Regions from separate parts of the Mus musculus genome. Here region 2 is linked to region 1. Evidence: chromatin contacts called from public Micro-C data. All regions are on one chromosome and are shown on one strand. Each heading gives the region's core, a stretch centred on a gene start, on an enhancer-like site or on the middle of the called end of the contact. The rest is flanking DNA. Distances are from core to core; before and after follow the strand shown.

Region 1 (2,616 bases), core at 85-2,584:
TGGGCTAACCATACAAGGTGCCCATTTTGCTAAGCTAATTTTGGGTAAGAAGCATAGGTAGGAGTGGCAGAGTGCCTGACACCTGCTTGCGTTGCAGGGCATCTCCAGAGGTGCCTGGCACCATCTTCAGGTGCCCACTGGATTTAGCAAGAAAGAACACAATGGCAAGCAAGAGGGGAAGTCGGTGCCTTCAACTCTGAACTGCTTGATAGGAGGTGCTGTACTAGGCTATAATTTAAGCATGAATATTTATTTTTAATGAAACAATAGGGTGTTTGTATTTATTTGTGTGTGTGCGTGTGTGTGTGTGTGTGTGTGTGTGTGTGTGTGTGTGCCTGTGTATAGATCCACAGACGATTGGAGTTGGTCTTCTATTGTGAGTCTTTTGGGGATTGAACCTGGGTCAGGAGGATTGCCTTTACCTACTGAGCCATCTTGCTAGTCTAGGAATTCTTTTGATTTTCCTGGGAAAATGAAAAAAAAAAGGAAATATTTTTTCTTACAAAGTGTTATCTCTACCATTGGCGTATACTGTCTATACATCCCATGAACATTATCATCATTTTCTTGGTTTCAGAGCCCCTACCAACTTCTCAGTTTCAGGATCACAGTGCCCACCCCCCCCTCCTCTTCCTTCTCTCTAACTGTCCTGAAGGCATGAAGGCAGGAAGGAAGAAAAGATGAAAAGAAAAGGTGAACCCCAGGAATCTTATGTCTGGAGAAGGAAAAGCCTCAAAGCTGGTGCCAGCCAGGGGGAGCTTGCGCCCTCCAGAAAGACTTGACACAGTTCTGACAACTTGTCAGGAGAGAGGAGCTGAGACTTGTGAGGATGCTGGGCAGAACCACACCTTGGCTGGGATGCTTAGCTGTACAAACCTGTTGCTATCTGCTGAAACCTAAACCTCATGTCAGTTGCTGGAATAGAGTCTGTGGAGACAGGTGGGTCCCTGGGGCTGGCTGGCCAGCCAGCCTAGCCTACTTGACTGCATTCAGGTTAGTGAAGGGCCGTGTCCCAAGGGGACTGTGGTTGGTTAGGTAGCAATGTGACACCTGAGGTCATCCTCTGGTCTCTACACTCATATCCACAGATCATGTGCATGCACACCTGCACACACACACACCCACCCTCTTCCACACCTTTATGCTTTCGAGAGTTTGCTTTTGGCAGCACCCCAGCCTCAGAGCCTGTCTGTGTCAAAGCCTCCTGGTTTCAGGAAGCTGCTGTGCTGAGCTCTCCTCTCTTCCATTCCCTCTCAATCTGAGTGCAGGCTGTATGCTTTCTTCTCTACCCAGACTGTCTGTCACCTCCTTCCCTCCCTTCCCCACCAGCAGCCTCCAAGTAAGAGGTGGTGTTCTGCAGACAGCAGAGTGCATAGCCACAAAGAGAATGCGCAGCGGGCATGCTCTCCCTTCCTCTCGCATGTTAAAAAGGCCTTATCTCTTTTCTCCTTAACCTTTAGAACAACTTGAAAAGAATCCCTTGAAATTTATTTACATAATCACAGGCCTCAGGACAAATCCAGATGTTCCTTTTCAGGTTTCATTGACTGCCTAACATGGTAGTCAGCCTGGGAACCTGTATTTCTCCTCTCTCTGAAGGTCTTCCCCTCCTGTCTCCAGCAGTGCTGGCTTCAGCATAGCATGAAACTGGAGCTGGGGCTGAGGGGCTGCAGAGTCGCGGGGTCGGAAAGGTCTTTGGGAAGTTGTTTAATCAAGGTAGAGCCAATTCAACATTTTTAATGTTAAGCTAGTGGGATGTTAATTACTTGTCACTAAAAAAGGAAGCTTGTTTTCTGCAAAACCAACCATGACTGGAAGACACGGACCGTGGAATACCAGGACTCGAAGCAGCTCTGCCCTTCACTGCATCTGAGTGCCCGAGGCCTTCCATGCTTCTGGCTCCTGTTCTGTGCTGTTCACTCTCCCAAGGATCATTCTCCAAGTCTGCCCTCCTGCCCAGAAACCCTTCCCTAGGCTTCACTGTACTCTGCTTCCTCCTGTGGCCAGAGCCAAAATTAGCAGTTCCAGGAGCCTGGGATAATGTGTGAAACTTATTTGCAATATGATGAGAAGTGGCCCCCACCCCCACCCCACCCCCATCTCAAAAACAAAGACTGTGTCCTTTGAATTTCGAGCTCTAAAGGATGTCTTCCCTAGAAAATGTACTCCTGAACTTATTAGGGAATGCGCACTGGAATGTTTAGAAGTGTGTGTGTGTGTGTGTGTGTGTGTGTGTGTGTGTGTGTGTGTGTGAGGTGCACAGGTGGAATCTAGTAAGAGATGCTTAGGTAGGGAGAGGGAGGACTGAGCTATAGATAGCAAGTATAGGTTAGGAGCTGTTCACTGTGATTGGTCCCTGTGCTGCAGGGGGAGGGTCCGCAGCAGCATTCATGCAGTATCTCTGTAAGCCAGTCTTTAAAAAAGCTAAAAAAGCTTTTTAAATAGAGCAGATTAATTGAATTATTGCCCAACTTAAAAATAAGATGATTGTAAAAGAAAGTATTCTTCTACATGTATGGACTGACAATAGTACAGTGTATAACGTGGATCAATTCATGTAGAGTGCACTTGGGAAAATAAGTTGCATTTTTGGTGGGTGTTTATGTGTTTGGACTT
Region 2 (2,616 bases), core at 71-2,570, 36 kb after region 1:
ATCTCTCATTATCTAGGGACATTTTTTGGTGGTCAGAGTGGTGTGGCAGATGTGTGCATGTGTTTGTGTGTGTGCACATGAGTGTGCACAGTGAGCACATGACTTCTATTATCATTTAGCGGTAGACAGCAGGGATGCTGCTAAGCCTCTCTTATTGTACAGATAGCCACAAAGGATAGGAACTGTGCTCAGTATCAAACCACCCTTCCCATTCCTCTCAGTTTTCCTTTTTGAAAACACCACCACATCCCAGAAGACCTTTCCCGCTGTGCTGCACACTGAAATGTCACTGTCCTTAAAAAACAAACTCAAATGCCACGCATTCTAGGAGTCAGGTCTTGAATGATCTGCCTCCTGCTCTGCAGACGAGATACTTTCTAAGCAGCCCTGAGAGTCTGTCAAGTTGATGAATTGATAATAGTTTGCATTTGGTCCTAGTATTTGTCCGTTTTTACCGCCTGTCTCTTACATTCAGGCTGTTGGGGTGCTGCTAACTCTTGTCACTCTTGTGTCCCTAGCTGTCTTGTCACTGCGTGTATTAGAACTGCTTTGTGCCATCTGATGAGGATGGGTGCATGATAAAGCTTAGACAAATGGGAAGTGTACATTGTTCCATGATCTTTTCTTTTCTCATTAGTAGCTGTTGTGGTGTGCGTGTGTGTGTGCATGCACCCGCACGCATGCCACAGTGCACATATAGAAGTCTGGGAACAACCTTGTGGAGTTGGTTCTCTCCTTCTACCTCTACGTGGGCTCCAGGGCTCGAACTCAGGAACCTTTAAAATTACTGGCTGCTCTTCCAGAGGGCCTGGGTTCGAGTCCCAGCACCCACATGGCAGCTCACTGTCTGTAACTAATGTTCCAGGGATAGATATGCAGGCAAAACCCCAGTGTACAGAAAACCAAAAATCCAACAACGCCAGAGCCAAGATTTTTGTCACTAATTTCAATGAAAGGAATATAGAGAATCTTTGTTCAGTGAAAGCATTTGTGTTTGTTTTTGCAGCTGTTTAGTGAAAAAATAAGTGGTGCCGAAGGAACGAAGCTAGATGAAGAATTTCTGAACATGGAAAAGGTAAAGCTTTTTGAACATGTGACGGGTTAGAAATGGGCTGTCTGTGCCCGAGAGAGAACCGCCTACTATTGGGAATATGACCTGGAGTGGGAATCCAGAATGTTCAAATGCAAGCATGGGGTGCAGAGTCGGGAAGGCAGGACCCCAGTGCTTCCCAGCCCAAGCCAGGATCAGGTTGAACCACATCTAGTCTGGGCAAGTTGAGGAAGGAAACGGAATGTGACTAACTGGTTCCCCTAGTGGCCAGCTGTCAGAATGCATAACATGTGGGCCTTGGCAACAACTCCAGGGCCAAATGGTGCTCATATGTCTTAGAGAGTCAACTGTGTCTCAAGGCTTGTGTGACAAGGCTTTTCCGATTTATAACAACTGATTTATCATTTGGTAATCTAGGCTGTTGTTCCCATCTGTTTCAGCAGCTGCACAGCAAATACTTTTCTGCCATTAGAACCGACATATCAGCTGTGATACAGAGATAAGTATGTGTGCCCGGCTGGCCTCACATGGGGGCATCTAGAATCATATATGCAGATGAAATAATTTAGAAGAGTGTTCCTGGCTTGGCACTCCAATGATGGACTGCAGACTCTGTCCCCTGTCCTGTCCCCTGGTCATCTACCTGGAGAGTGGCTCTGGTGCAGTCGGAGCTGGGTCCACACTGCTCTGCTTCCTCCCCTTTGTCTTGGGCCCTTTGAGCAGAGCTTGTCCTAACGATTAGATTCCTCAGACCGGAGCTGGGGGCCTGGGTGTGGCCGGCAGTGCAGGTTGGGGGAAAGCCCGCTCTGGGTGTGGGTTGGGAGGGCATTCTCTTTAATGTAGGTAGGACCTGGCCAGCCTTCCTCCAGGAAGTGCCCGAGAGGTGTTTTTTTTTGTTTTTTGTTTTGTTTTTTTTTTGTTTTGTTTTGTTTTGTTTTTTCGAGACAGGGTTTCTCTGTGTAGCCCTGGCTGTCCTGGAACTCACTTTGTAGACCAGGCTGGCCTTGAACTCAGAAATCCGCCTGCCTCTGCCTCCCGAGTGCTGGGATTAAAGGCATGCGCCACCACGCCCGGTTTCCTAGAAGTGTTAAGACCCTAAGAAGAGAAGCTTATTTTGTGTTTGATTTTGAAAAAAGAAATTCTGTGCATTGAAAACCCTTTCAACATGTTAATATCATTGACATATCTAAAGTTGATTTTTAAATTTATTAATATATATAATGATAGGATGTATATGGCTTCTTTACCAACTAGATTATTCAATTCATATGCTATACTTAAAAACAAACATCTGGAGTTATGTTATTGGGTTTAGAGTCAAGGTCTGGGCGCTGGCAGCTCTGACAAGCTGGGTTCAGACAGTAAGTAACACCCATCCATGGCATCTGCATCAGCTCCTGTATCCTGACCTGCTTGTTCTCAACAAGCCCGTTAAAGAGGCAGGTGGCAGGGCAAACCTGGGCAGAGCAGCTTATTCAGTGTAGCCCCGTCTGCACCAAGAGAAACACACGAACATTCCATGTGAAAGGAGGCTCTGATTTCAATAGTAGGCTGAGGCGTGTATA

What was found. Hi-C and Micro-C count contacts between places; a contact is called where the count stands out from the background.
Region 2: a Micro-C map of embryonic stem cells shows a contact between it and region 1, with 10 times the contacts expected there. The contact joins two enhancer-like sites. A contact is called at or near these places in 3 of 15 datasets of contacts at CTCF or cohesin (the NIH/3T3 cell line, large pre-B cells and stem cell-derived epiblast-like cells), 11 of 484 Hi-C or Micro-C datasets (Sertoli cells, double positive thymocytes, embryonic stem cells and 3 more) and 5 of 115 datasets of contacts at active chromatin or transcription factors (embryonic stem cells and neural progenitor cells).

Annotation. Positions count from the first base shown.
Region 1 is chr7:82,222,742-82,225,357 of GRCm38.p6, forward strand. All of the region lies in intron 1 of Sh3gl3 (SH3-domain GRB2-like 3), which reads left to right. Among named protein-coding and RNA genes, the nearest start is that of Gm32903, 32 kb to the right of the region's middle. Within about 2 kb of position 1,335, at least 15 of the 459 cell types and tissues checked have an H3K27ac peak or open chromatin away from gene starts, as enhancers often do. A contact at or near this core is called in embryonic stem cells, where this site is marked.
Region 2 is chr7:82,259,126-82,261,741 of GRCm38.p6, forward strand. Sh3gl3 (SH3-domain GRB2-like 3) reads left to right here. Exons shown (of 9, transcript NM_017400.7): 2 at 1,007-1,075. Among named protein-coding and RNA genes, the nearest start is that of Gm32903, 4.5 kb to the left of the region's middle. Within about 2 kb of position 1,321, at least 4 of the 459 cell types and tissues checked have an H3K27ac peak or open chromatin away from gene starts, as enhancers often do. A contact at or near this core is called in embryonic stem cells, where this site is marked.